3 separate regions of the Macaca mulatta genome follow, and regions 1 and 3 are each linked to region 2. Evidence: chromatin contacts called from public Hi-C data. All regions are on one chromosome and are shown on one strand. Each heading gives the region's core, a stretch centred on a gene start, on an enhancer-like site or on the middle of the called end of the contact. The rest is flanking DNA. Distances are from core to core; before and after follow the strand shown.

Region 1 (4,393 bases), core at 1,344-3,843, 92 kb before region 2:
CCAATTTTTACCTGGCCCATGCCTCTAGCCTTTTGTTCAGTTTCCCCTGCTTAGGGCACCCATCACAATCTCTTTAGTTCCTCCACCCATTATAAACTAGATCTCACCTTTCATCCCATCTAGACGTGTCTCCCTTTAAATATTCTAGGAGCTGATAAAAGGGCTAGGAAGTAGGAAGTTGGGAAGAAAGAAAGGGGTGGGGGCATAAGAGCTTTAGCACTCTATTTTACAGGACAACTTGTCTCTGAAAATGACAGAACCAAAATGAAATTAAAAGCTTGCTTTTACAAATATTTCTGAGCTAATACTTAAAAGAGAGGAGTGGGAGGCTGAGGCGGGCAGATCACGAGGTCAGGGGTTCGCGACCAGCGTGGCCAGCATGGTGAAACCCCCATCTCTACTAAAAATACAAAAATTAGCCCAGCATGGCAGTGCGCACTCGTAGTCCCAGCTACTCGGGAGGCTGAGGCAGGAGACTCGCTTGAACCCGGGAAGTGGAGGTTGCAGTGAGCCGAGATCGCACCACTGCACTTCAACCTGAGCGACAGGGCAAGACTCCGTCTCAAAAAAAAAAAAAAAAGGCAGAGGAAAAGAGGGAGAGAGGGACCTTGGCAGGAGCCAATGCAGGGCAGGTAGCAATAGAAAGTGACTAGAGGTGAAGGAAGAGCAATAAAGTAGCATAAATCACACAGAACAAGCGGCTCACTGCTTTTCTCCTCTGAGTTCATTAACGTCCAGTAACTGTCCACAGGGCATGCGCCCTTACTTCACGATGCAGAGCTGAGTAGGTGGAATAGGCTCCCAAAGGTAGAAATCCAGGTGATAGCAACCAGTTCAGAGGCCCTGGGAATAAACAGCGTCCAAGCAGTGCAGATAAAGGCAGTACAATCTACAGTATCATTTGCTTGGCTTACAAGTAGCGTGAAGGATGACCTCGTAGCATGTGATATTCCAGAACAGCATGAAGGTCATATGGAAGTGGAGACGCATACCCACCACCGTCTCAATCTTGAGGTTGAGAGAACTGAATATCCAAAGGAAAGAGGGTGCAGAAAAGTCAGCAAAAACAAAACACAGTAGAAGACATACCCATTGCTGATGCCCAAGCACAAGTCCAGCAGAAGGTGGTAGGAGACCTTGTGCAGGAGTATTCCCAAGGGCAAATGTTAACCAGACTGGAACCCAAAGGGCCTCGGGATCTCTACTGGCTCCCTTAGTGGGCGACGTCTGGCTCTACGGACTCCTTCACGCAACAGGTAGTATTGCAGTGGATTTGGCCACAGATCCTCTTTAATAATCTCAGCAATTTTGTCGGACTCTGGAAGGCTGTGGTCTGAAAACCAGGTGAAGAAGCTGCAGATGAGGTCTTGGTTTCTGCGAATGAAGGACTGGGGTTCATGCCCCCTGCGCCATATAATTGGAGTAGAAAGAGACACCACCCGGCCGGAGGATCTTACCTCATATTCCTTGACAATCAGCTTGTTTCTGAAGTAGGGGTTTCTTCTAAAGAAGAACTTGAACTTGCAGCCGGTTCTAGGGTGTCTGAGTTCCTTCACCTCTAAATTGGTTATGTACCTTAACATCTCTGCATCTTGGCCCCTAATCATGGCGGACAACTGGGGATGGTTTCGAAAAGCCGTCATCCAGAAGCCCGGGATATTCTGAATGATGTAGTTCCTCCGCTCCAGGTAGTGTCGACGCATCCGCCCAAACTTGTGCTCCAGCTGTTGGAAGGCCCTGTCGGCCTGAGCATTCACAGTGTCCAGTTCCAGCTGGATGGCCTCCAGAGGGTCCATGCGGAGAGCCTCATGCAGAGGCCAGGGCCCTTCCTCCTCCCTCGCCTCCTCCTCCACTCTATCTTCCTCCGCCACTTCTATTTCTTCACCTTCCGGCAGCTGCTCCTCTACCTCCATCTGCTCCTCCACTACCTCCTTCTCCGCCAGGCCTTCCTTCACCACCACCTCAGCGCTCTCCCCCTCAGCCACGGCTGCTGAGACAGTGGCGCACTTTCCTGTCTTCACCTCCTCGGTGTCGTTCTCGGCCCCCGCCCCCGCCGGCAGCTCAGACGCGGATCTCTCGGCGCCATAGATTTCTAGGGCCTTCTCTCCACCCTGAACGCCCTTTTTCAAGCTGCGGTCCACTGCCACCACCACCACAGAAGCGGCTGCCAGGCCCTCAGCGGGAGGCTGGCCCTCTTCCTGCCCGGCTTTGATCGCCACATGACCGCGACCCCCAATAACTCGGATCTGGGGAGTACTGCCACGGCCCGCGGGATCCTGAGGTACGCCCCCCTCCTCTGAAGGCTGTGGAGGCGGGAGCGCGATGGTCTCCGAGCCTCCCTCACCCGGCTCCGCCATCACCTGTGTCGTCTCGCTTTGGTCGCGGAGCTTCAGGCACTGGTGTGCGTCCGGGTCGCTCGGGACGTGGTCAGAAATAATGATGCTGTGGGTTTGGAGGGGAGGGGTCCTCTCGACCCCATCCACGCCGCTCATGTTGGTAACAGTCGGACCAACCGCAGGTGAACGCCCGTTTTCCTCAGAGAAGCCGAGCTCGGAGCTAACCGCCGCTCGCACCGCCCACCCGCCAGTCTCACTAACATCTCCGCGGCGGTGTCGTCAGGGATGCAGATCTCACGGTATCGCGAGAACTTGCTGAGCCCGGGATTGGTTCCGCCGCTCCCTGCCAGCCAACCGGATTCTCTGGGCTTTACTTCTGTGAATTTACCCATAGCAACAGTAATTTTAACTACGTAAATGTATGTAGATTGTGCTGAGTCTGAAAGCACTGACGACCCACCTTGAGATGCATCTGGAGACTTCTCCCAGCATGTAGGAGCGGTTGTAAAATCACAGCCGTAACAGTGCCTGCTCTCCAGTGTCTGAAAACAAGTGTTTTTCTGGTCTTCACTTTTTTGAGGCTATTAATCTTAAAAAGAAGTATTTTGCTCCTGGTTACGTGGAGTAACTAATGTTTCCCCCCTTCTAAGTAAAAGTGACATAAAAATGTCAAGTCTAGCCTCTACGATTACTGGGGGAAAAAAAGCTACTCAGCTTCCTTACCACTAAAGCGATGCTTATTATTCATTGCTAATTTTTTATGTATGGTCTGCATCAAATAAGAGTTTGTGCTGCATAATATCTGTAGGAATTAAGCCAGGATCAGTTTGCTAAATGTTGTTTCATGCCTCCTCACTGCAAGAAAGAGGAAATAATAACTATTTCCAGCCCCATGAACTTAATTTGTTATCATATTTAGTTATGTAAGATAGGAATGTTTGGCTCTAATGAAGCATTTGTCTTTAGCAATCAGCTAAGAGTTCATTAGAGGGGAATGTTAATGTCTCTGGTTGAAGTGTTCCAGTTTTTTGACTTGTGAGTTAAACTGCTGCTATCTTAGAGAGTTACAAGGCCTCAGAGAAATATCAGTAGGGGGAGCAACATACCACCATTTTGTGAGGAAAGGCTAGTTAAAATGGACAACAAAGATGGCCTTGAAGTAGAAAACAAACTTGCAAAGGGCAACATGCAGCTGGTTGACTCAAGGCATAAAAGAGGCAAACCTTATTTTCTACTTAATTTGCTTCGTGTGGTAGTAAGCTGATGGCCCTCAGAGATGTACTAGTCTTAGTTATGTGGCTAAAGGGACTTTGCAGATATGATTAAGTTAAAGGTTTGGAGATGAGAAGATGATTCTGGATTATACAGATGGGCCCTATGGAATTACATTTCTTATAAGAAGGAGGTAGGAGGGTCAGAGAAGATGAGAGGACGAAAGCACAGAGAGAGGGAAAGAATGGTGGAGAATAGGAGGGGGAGGGAGGAAAGGGAAATCGCTATGTTGCAGGCTTTGAAGATGGAGGAAGGAGCCAGGATCGTAGGAATAAAGGCAGCCTCTAGAAGCTTGAAAGGTAAGGAAATAGATTCTATCCTAGAGCCTCCAAAGGAATGCCAACACCTTGAGGTTATTACCTCTAACCTCCAGCACTATAAGATAATAAATTTGTGTATTTTAAGCTATTAAATTTGTGATAATTTGTTACAGAAGCAATATTAAATGAATACACTTTGGATTAAGGTTTGGTTGCATCTATGGGTGCCTCAAATTGTTTCTAATTTGCCCCTTCTGCCTTGCTCATTGCTTCCCATGAGTTTCTGCCCAACAGCTGTGATGTATTACAGCTTGAATCTGTCTTTCAATATCAAGACCAGATATACACCTAGGCAATACACAGAGACAAAATTAAAGCCTAAACATACCACAAATGATATCTGAGGAGACCATAAACTGCAAGAGGACAAGATCATGGTTTTGTTTCCCTCTGTTTATCGAGTGCCTAGCACACTACCTTGCACAGTATCCCATAGATTATTAAAATGTTAAATAAAGGAGCAAC
Region 2 (4,534 bases), core at 768-3,267:
AGCGGGGCAGGGGAGGGGTGTGCTTTGCACAAAGTGAATGTCATCCAGAGGCCAATTCACAGGTCACTCAAAAGCAAAATTGTGGGGGTGTGAGGGTAAAGGGGAGCAAATGACAGTGAGTACTGCCTCCTTTGAAGAATTCTCAATCCTGGTTGTACACTGTCATCATCTGGGAAGAGATTTTAAAATGCGGATGCTGATGCTTAGACCCTAACCTCAGAGATTCTGATTTGTTGTTCTTGGGTGGGGGTTCCCATTAGAAAGAATTTATTATAGCTCCCCTGCTGATTCTAAAGTTCCAGGTTGGAGAATCACTGAACTAGACTACTACTTGCTGAGAGGTTAAGTAAATTAAACCAGATGTTTTTTCTAAAGTCTCTTTCAAATTTGAGAAGATAAATGGAAATTAACACGGATTACATAGTATAGTTAGACACTTTCACAATTTGTTCTAATAATTGCATTAGTATATGTAAATCTCTTAGCATAGTGACCGTCTGATATGGTGTAGTAAACTCTCAATAAACATTAGCTATTTTTATTGTATCCTCTCCATAACTGTTCAAACGAGGTATTATATCGTTACACTATAGATGAGGAAACTGAGGCTCTGATGTTAGTTTTCCAAGGCCCACAGTAGTAAAAGCAAAGTTTGGATTTGAACCAAAAATTAATTCCAGTTTCCAGAGTCCTCTTCTCTCCTCCACAGACCTTCCCTAAAGCATCTAGTTTATGCAAATTAGTGATTTACCTGAGCGAACATTTAAAAAATTTAATAGTATCACTTCCTCTTGGCCTGTTTGTAAGGAGTTCCTCTTAAATGCAATTTCTGAAAAAGAGAAGCATAAACTGAGACATCCACATTTTTTCTGTATTTGGCCAAATAGAAGTGAGAACCTCTGAGGTCAGGGGAATTGGATGGAGGTACCCTTCAGAATTCATGGAGGAAAGCACTGCTCCCAGTAAAATATCTCCCATTCTAATGAATGGGTAAGTAGCCTACAAATCTTTCACTTCGGTACAATCTAGGTCTGGTAGGTTACATGAACACACTGGGTGGAGGTGGAGGGTGGGGGAAGTATTCCTGAGGTAATGGCCCTGATCATACCTGTCATCTCCTTGGGGCCTGGTTGGACCTGGCTGAGTGTGTTTGAGCCCAGTGGCTGATTTTTGGAAAACAGGAGGACTCTTCTCCAAGAGGCTGTGACTACCAAAGTTGCAAATGCTCCACCTGAACTTGGGTGCATGAGCGATCTCTCTCTCTCTCTCACACCCCCCACTGCGTAAGATAAATTTCCGTTTGTGAGCTGCCTACATTAAATGCTTTGCTCCTGACCTTCTATGATTAAAATCTGTTCCGTTTGCAGGGTTCGGTGCGCTTGGATTTAGTGTATTTTGTTGGTAAAGTAAAAAAGAGAACTGCTTCTCTATAGGCGATCCCCCTCCAAACCCTGCTCCCCCCCCGCCCCCCAACTAACTTCTCTTTGGGAAGAGAGTAAACTGAAATTCGAGAGAAAAGAGGCAGTAACTATTCGGGAGGAGCAGACTGCAGTGGGCACCAGCCCGGGTAGTAAGATTCTTAACGTCTTCCTCGCTTTCCTCTCCCAGAGTTGTGTGTAAGCATCAGCTCCTCCCCCTGGGCCTCCAAAAGTTACCTTTCCTTTGGGTGTGATTCTCGAACCTGAAGCGTTTGAGTCCTAAGAAACTAGAACAAGTTAGAGCCAAAGAGGCCTGGCGGGCAGGGGTGCGGGTGGAGTCCGGGCCGGGTGGCGTGGAAGGCCGAGCACAGCTGCGAGCCGTGAGTCCCGGGAGAGGAGGAGCGGGAGAAAGCGGGGCGGGCCTGCGGTCGGGGTTCGGCCGGGAGAGGGGGTCCCCGTTTCCCCCTCCTCATCCTCGCCTCCTCGGGCTCTGGTGACGTTGCGGTTTCCTCCCCCCTCCAGCGGAGCCTCAGCGCCCGCCGCGTCCCTCCCTCCGCCCCTTTCGCCCACACCTACCCGCCCGCGCCGGCCCGGCTCTCAGTAGCGCCGCCCGAGGCTACAGCAGCGCATCCCGGGGCGCGGCGCCCACCAGCACCCATGGCGCGGCGGTGGCGCGGAAGGCTCGGTTCGGAAAGGGCCGGGAGCCCGGGCGCCCTGGTGTGAGGAGGGCCAGGAGCTGGCTCTGGAGGCTGCGGAGGCGACGCCGGAAAGAACGAAGCCTCGGCGGGGAGCGGTAAGCGGAGGGGCGCGCAAGGGGCGAGCTGGGGCGCGCGGCGCAACTTTCTTCTGGAGTTTCGGGCGGGTAGCCTGTGGGGCTGGCCCGGCACGGGCAGGAGACGGAGAGCCACGTCCCCGGCTGAGAGCGGAGCGCCGCGGGCTGCGCGCCCGGGCCCGGCTCGGCTGGGCTCCGAGAGAGCGCCTGACGCGTGAAGACTGAGCCACGGACTTCCCCAGCGGCTGAGCAGCCTCGAGGGGCAGCTTTTCGCCCCTCCCCACCCCCTTGAACGCGAGCACTGAGCCGGGAACACGATGAGAACCTGGAGATCGCATTCAGTGCGTCGGATCAGGGCGGCCCAGCCGCGATTTCCTCGACGGTCCATGGGGCCTCGACTTCACTCTGCGGGGTTGGGTGGCACACCCTCGCGTCCTCCTTTCCCTCCGTATCCCAGCCATTTGGAGGTTGGGGGAGGTGGCGGTGGCGTGTGTGCCGATCCTGGCGCTGGCAGCCCTACTTTGCGGCTGCGGAAGCCGAGGAAGAGCTTCCCAAGCCTCTCCAGACGCTGGATTCCAGCGCTCCTTGGCTCCGCCGGCACTCGGAGAAATTGTTAGTAAACCTCAGCCCCCGAGGCAGTCCCGGGGAGAGGAGGGGGCGGGGGCTTGACTCACGGACTGGGAAGCTCTGAAAGTGATACCACATGGGCTCAAGATCTGTCGGGGCTGGAATCTGAGCTAAGTTTGTGACCTGAGAACTTCTTCGTTTTCATCGCTCCTTTAAGGCAGCAGCCTCCTCTTAAGCTGGCTGGCATTCAGATGGAAACCGAAGCCTTTGGTTAAAATCAGGATGGTGAACCTCACTTACCTGAAATTCTTTAGGTCAGGCAATGACGCGTTTAGTTCTAGGAATCTTCGTGTAATAAAGTTTTTTTTTTTTTTAAGTTTTCACTGGTCATGGTTTAGAAAGTCATGGTTTAGCCTTGTTAAATGTGTGAAAGATCTTCTCACTTATACATATTTTCAGTATTTTTCACATTATGGAATTTAAACTTTCAGTAATTCTCTCAAGTTTTTAAAAAAATTCTCAATGATAATCTCTATGTGAAAGTGATATACAATATTGTATAGTGTATTCTAACTATATTGCTAAATGGGATCACAAAAACCCTAATGTGCATGGAAGAAAATATAGGATTATCTGAGTATTTGTTTCATGCAAATACTTAGATTTCCGTATCGTGACCTCTTCCTTTGACGGTCAGGATACAGATACAAGTTCTTTTTTGAAGTATGTTGGTAAGGACTGTTCTAGTAAAAATGGAGAAGATAACAGATTGAATTTGATGTCTCCATCACCTAGTGACCCCTCTGGGTTCAGCAAAATGTGCAAGATAGTGCTTACATACAGAGGTATATGAGATCAGCCTTAGCTCTCTTGGAGCTACTAATACAGAACCTGAGAAACATCAATAAGCAGCACTTCCCAAGTTTGAACTTGGGAAGAGTTATTTTTCATTGACATGTATATGATGTCAGTATCAGTTTTTATGAAGTTTTTGTTAAATAAAAACACTGGCCTACAAAGTACATTTTGACAAATTAAAAAATACTGAAAGTACAGTCACCAAGTAAAGGGGAATTCTAAAAAAAAAAAAAAAAAAAAAAAGGCCGGGCGCGGTGGCTCACGCCTGTAATCCCAGCACTTTGGGAGGCCCAGGGCAGATCACGAGGTCAGGAGTTAGAGACCAGCCTGGCCCATATGGGGAAACCTGTCTCTACTAAAAATACAAAAAAAAAAAACAAAACAAAACTTAGCTGGGCATCGTGGCACGCGCCTGTAGTACCAGTTACTTGGGAGGCTGAGGCAGAAGAATCTTTTGAACCCGGGAGGCAGAGGTTGCAGTGAGTCGAGATCGTGCCACTTCTCTCCAGCCTGAGTGACAGAACGAGACTCCGTCTCAAAAAAAAGAATGAATGAATGAAAACAAAAGAAAAGAAACTTTGACCAAGAGATACTTTGATAACAGTATAGGCAGTTGCCATGATGGGTTTATTAGGTTCCATTCTCTATCCTGCTAGATAGAGGCTGTCCCTCCTTCTGATCTTGGGGACCTATTAAAAAAGCACTGGGTAAGACATCAGCTAGGTTTGCGATATGAGATCAGGACCATCTTAGTGACTAATGTTTGTGTGTACATCTGTAAATTAGTACAACTAATTTACGAAATTAGTTCAGAAACAAGCTAATACAGTTCCTTTCAATGAGATTTTATGGGCTCTCCAGTTCAATATCTGGCAGAATTGCCCTGAGAGGACCCGGTGGTCATCCATGAAATGAAGCT
Region 3 (4,442 bases), core at 1,809-4,308, 89 kb after region 2:
CAGCCGGACGATGAAGCTGGGTGCCTGGACAGAGCCCAGGGAATGGTAGTTGGTGGAGAAGGCGGAGCAAGTGGTGAAGCTCATGCTGTCCAGGGAGGAGAGCAAAAGGACAGGATTCAGGCTTTGCTGACGACATTCTACTACTCATTTCTTAACAGCTAAAGCAAATCACAGCCTTTCAAAAGTGTAAAGACGTTTAAAATATTATTTAGTCAACCTCTCCACACCATTAGGGTGTTAGTCAATTTCCACTAAGGGCTGAACTTCTGAGCAATATCCTCTCAGAACAGAGCTGAGTATGGAGGGCTGGGAATCTTCAATAGACCAAGAGCTAGAACCAGTCAATCCAGTGGAGGTGGGAGTGGATGGCAAGGTACTAGACTCAAAGCCAGATGCTGGGGAAACATTCAGGCTGGCAGGCAAATCCTGGACTCTCAATTATAGAAACCTGTACTAAGTTCTGAATGATCATTGCATCTGGGAGATCTGTGTTTAGGAGAGTACAAAAACAGCAAACCCAGGAAGGGGTGTTTAGAGACAGAAGCTCACAATGTCAGGATGCAGCTCAGTCTGTGATAAGTTTCAGAGGCAGAATTTCAGACTACATATTCTGGTCTATGAAGCACCTAAACCTGACCTTCCAACCTGCAGCTTTGGCCTCATGATGTGCCAACTTGCCTGTCATTCTCAATGCTCCCATCACTCTGGCCTTCTTTCCAACCAAGCTCCTTTGTACCCCAGACTCATTCAGATTAAATGTCATTTTCTCATAGAGGCTCTTTCAGGACACTCTCTAACTCCAATTTATCCTGTGCATAATCTTCAGAACCCTTTCTCTCCATTTACTATATCATCTCTACTATAAGTTCAAAGATGGCTGGATACCTGTGTCTTCTTCCTTGTTGTATCCAGCAATTCCAAGTACTTTTGATAGATACCTGACATGTTCTGAGTGTTTATTAAACATCTAAATGAATGACTGAATGAACAAATGAACTAATTAATAACTGGTTAACAAACGAATTAATCTATTTGGGGGAGGGGGCTGATAGATTAAAGTTTCTGTAAGTAAACATATTTCAAACAAATCATTGACTAAATACCAGAAGCCAGAGAAGAGAAGGTGATGGACTTCATTAGAGTCTTAATAAATGAAGGGAACAAAACCAGACCATAGGAATGAGGTGAAGGAGGAGATGGTGCTGATTAGATTGAGCCTTAGTGGATGATAAACTATTACAGCACAGTGATAAAACCCTGGGATGGCTATCAGTAGGTAACCAGGAAAATGCCAGCCATCCCTCTTGGTTTGAGAGATGTGGGAGAATAAATTAATCTCACTCAAGAAGACAGAAGGGTGCATTTTTATTAGGTTTCAGTTAGAGGAGATTTGGATAAAGCCATTTGCACAAAGGTTGTGGATATACTGATGTTCGTGCATGATGGAATATGGGAAGGGTGGAGGAGAGAGGACACAATAGAGTATTATGGTAGAGGTGAAGAAGAGTGCAGCAGTAGGAGGAGAGTTACTCAAGGCACAAGGGAAGAAGTTTATCTTGGGAGATGAAAAATTACAAAGATAATGGTCATAGCAGAAGTGATTTGCTTCAAACATGCAACTTTGCTGCAAGTTGACAGGAAGCCTGGTAGTATCTGGTCTAAACTCAGAGAAGAGGGCTCCAACTTTCCTGCATGACCATGAAGACCCTCATCTGGGGTTAGCCTCTAAACACACAGAAAAAGATATCTATTTACCACACCACTATGGAATGACAGCTTTTGGCACTATGCTAGGCACCCTGCTGGTGGTGTTGGAGGGAGAGTAGTTAAGAAGGCAAGTTAGACTAAGAAAATAATAATAAATTTCTTGTCCCTTCTCTAACAATTCATTTGGTTCCACGGGCTACCTATTCTTCCCAGATAAAATAAGGCAAGCCTAGTGGATGGGCACCAATAAGAACCATTTCATTGTGAACTGCCCGCCCAAGCTCCATATCCAGATACCCTGCTTGTGGTGAAGCAGACAGCTAAGGTGTACACCAATTCTCTTAAGGTAGCAGAGTCATATTGAGTCACTTAATACTACCCACTGAATTGATCCACGGTTTAAAATTCAAAATTCAGTATTCATCAAGATTGTTAAGTTATGTACAATGTAATTATTTGTTGTCTATTCCTCAAATTGCATTGTAAGGGGTAAACTCTCACACTGAGCATTCATTTAACAGACATACCCTATAGGTAAAGACACTTTACATATGCTGCTCAATCTACTCATATCAATAATCTTGAAAAGTGGGCACTGTTATCCTTCTTTTACAAATAAGGATGCTGTGTCTCAGAGGGGCCTACTTGTTAAATACACCACAGACACGATGTGCTTGACTTCAAACTCCATGTTCTTTCAAGCACACCTCAGCTCACTGTAACCTACTCTGGAGTCACACAGAGTAAGACTCAATATCACAAAAGTGGTTACAGTGTTTGTGTCAGAACAATGCTGCCTTCAGAAAACTGAAGGTGGAGGAAACAACAACATTAGATAGATGTAGCTGCAGTTTGCAATTTTGGGTTCAACTAGTATTCTTTGAACAATCATGTATCCCCTTCTGTGCTGATCAGCTTGGTGGTCAGAGTCAGAATTTTACCCTCCTATAACACTGACCGTGTTATGACATACCTGAAAGAAAATGACATTGTATTGATGAGTAAATCAATACAGTATATTTGCTCTAATGCCCTGAAGGAGATCAGGTAGAGGAGAGAAGAGTCAGTGTGAACTAGGCTGGTGGTTCTGTCCAGGAGGGAGACAGAAAGCGTGCCGCACGTTATAGAAGTACCAGAACTTGAGCTGGACTTTGCTATGATTTAGCTTATGAAGGAGGAACCAGAAATTTGTCCTTGAATAATGTTTCCCGTAAGTAGTCAGTTTTTCGATAATTATTTGGTTTTACTGTGATCTGGCTTAGTGACTAGGGTGGCTGCAATAGAGGAAAATCTGGTATTTCCCAGTTTTCCCAACTGGTGGCTGTGGGTCAAGAAGGTAGTTTCCTGGTTCGTTGTCAGATTGGTGGTAACAAAGGAACAAGGTCAATCTTCTGTCAGAGTTCCTGAATTGGGGGAGGAAGATAACTGGTGCCTCTGCCTTTGGAACGGGGTGGGCGCCAGAGAGGTCAAGGGGCCAGGGGGTGTCTGTTTGCCTGGTTCTCTTCGTTAACCAGAACTGGTGTGGCTGAAATGAGAAAGTGAAACTTTAGGAAGGTCTGAGAAGCCCTCTTCCCTTTTAAAAGAGTTGCTTCTCGCAGAGTGGAAAGCCCCGGTCCCCAGTCCACCAAAACCATTTGACAAGCAGGACAGCGAAGAGGCAGAAGGATCAGGGCCTGTCCGCGACGTCCCGGGGGACGAGGCTCATGGAGAAGTTTCGGGCAGTGCTGGACCTGCACCTCAAGCACCACAGCGCCCTGGGCTACGGCCTGGTGACCCTGCTGACGGCGGGCGGGGAGCGCATTTTCTCCACCGTGGTGTTCCAGTGCCCGTGCAGCGCCGCCTGGAACCTGCCCTACGGCCTGGTCTTCTTGCTGGTGCCGGCGCTCGCGCTCTTCCTCTTGGGCTATGTGTTGAGCGCACGCACGTGGCGCCTGATCACCGGCTGCGGCTGCAGAGCCCGCGCGAGTTGCGGATCTGGGCTGCGCGGCTCCCTGGTGTGCGCGCAGCTCAGCGCGGCCGCCGCGCTCGCGCCCCTCACTTGGGTGGCCGTGGCGCTGCTCGGGGGCGCCTTTTACGAGTGCGCGGCCAGCGGGAGTGCGGTCTTAGCGCAGCGCCTGTGCCTCGACCGCGACCACAACTGCGCCGCGGAGCTGCCGCTGGTGCCCTGCCACGAGGCCAAGGCGTCGGACGTGCAGGACCTCCTGAAGGATCTGAAGGCTCAGTCGCAGGTCTGCCGCTGGCACTGGGGGCGTTTGGGGAGAGCCGAGGGGCCGAGATTTCGCTGGGCGTCTGGGGTGAGGGAAAAGTCGGTGACTTTTCTCCAGATATTCAATGCCTAAGAAAATCTAGAATGGCTCCTTGCATCTAATTTGCCGTCAAACGAATATCTAAATAAAACGCATGAAAAGGAGAAAAAAGCATTCCTGTAGTATCTGCCACTGTACATGAATCGTGGAAAGTGGGAGTGAGAGTGGGCACACCTACTCTGTGCCAGATATTGCGCTAGGCCCTTGACCGCCTGCATTATTTTTACGCCTCACAACAGCGGTTTTGCCATTACAAGTAATAGTTTCATATCTCCACTATATAGCGACTTCACTGAGTCTAAGTAGTTTGCCCAGTCAGTAGAAAGCAGAAGAATTGTTACAATTAAAGGCGTCTATACAATAAAATGGGTCTGTCTGGCTGTAAAGCCAGCACCCCACATTGCATCTGGACTTAGAAAGCTCAGAAGT

The links. A called contact is a pair of places that touch in the nucleus more often than the background predicts.
Region 1: a contact with region 2 is called in a Hi-C map of cortical neurons, with 4 times the contacts expected there. The contact joins the promoter of TSPYL1 here to the promoter of DSE in region 2. A contact is called at or near these places in 3 of 14 Hi-C or Micro-C datasets (cortical neurons, fetal cortical plate and liver).
Region 3: a Hi-C map of fetal cortical plate shows a contact between it and region 2, with 1.7 times the contacts expected there. The contact joins the promoter of CALHM6 here to the promoter of DSE in region 2. A contact is called at or near these places in 2 of 14 Hi-C or Micro-C datasets (fetal cortical plate and liver).

What each region holds. Positions count from the first base shown.
Region 1 is chr4:21,323,042-21,327,434 of T2T-MMU8v2.0, forward strand. TSPYL1 (TSPY like 1) reads right to left here and starts at 2,594. Exons shown (of 2, transcript XM_077999307.1): 1 at 1,458-2,594. The coding sequence starts at 2,492.
Region 2 is chr4:21,415,193-21,419,726 of T2T-MMU8v2.0, forward strand. It overlaps DSE (dermatan sulfate epimerase), which reads left to right and starts at 2,018. Exons shown (of 6, transcript XM_015137544.3): 1 at 2,018-2,211. It also overlaps the pseudogene LOC106998168.
Region 3 is chr4:21,503,315-21,507,756 of T2T-MMU8v2.0, forward strand. CALHM6 (calcium homeostasis modulator family member 6) reads left to right here and starts at 3,059. Exons shown (of 2, transcript XM_001111520.5): 1 at 3,059-3,935. The coding sequence starts at 3,411. It also overlaps the pseudogene LOC716011.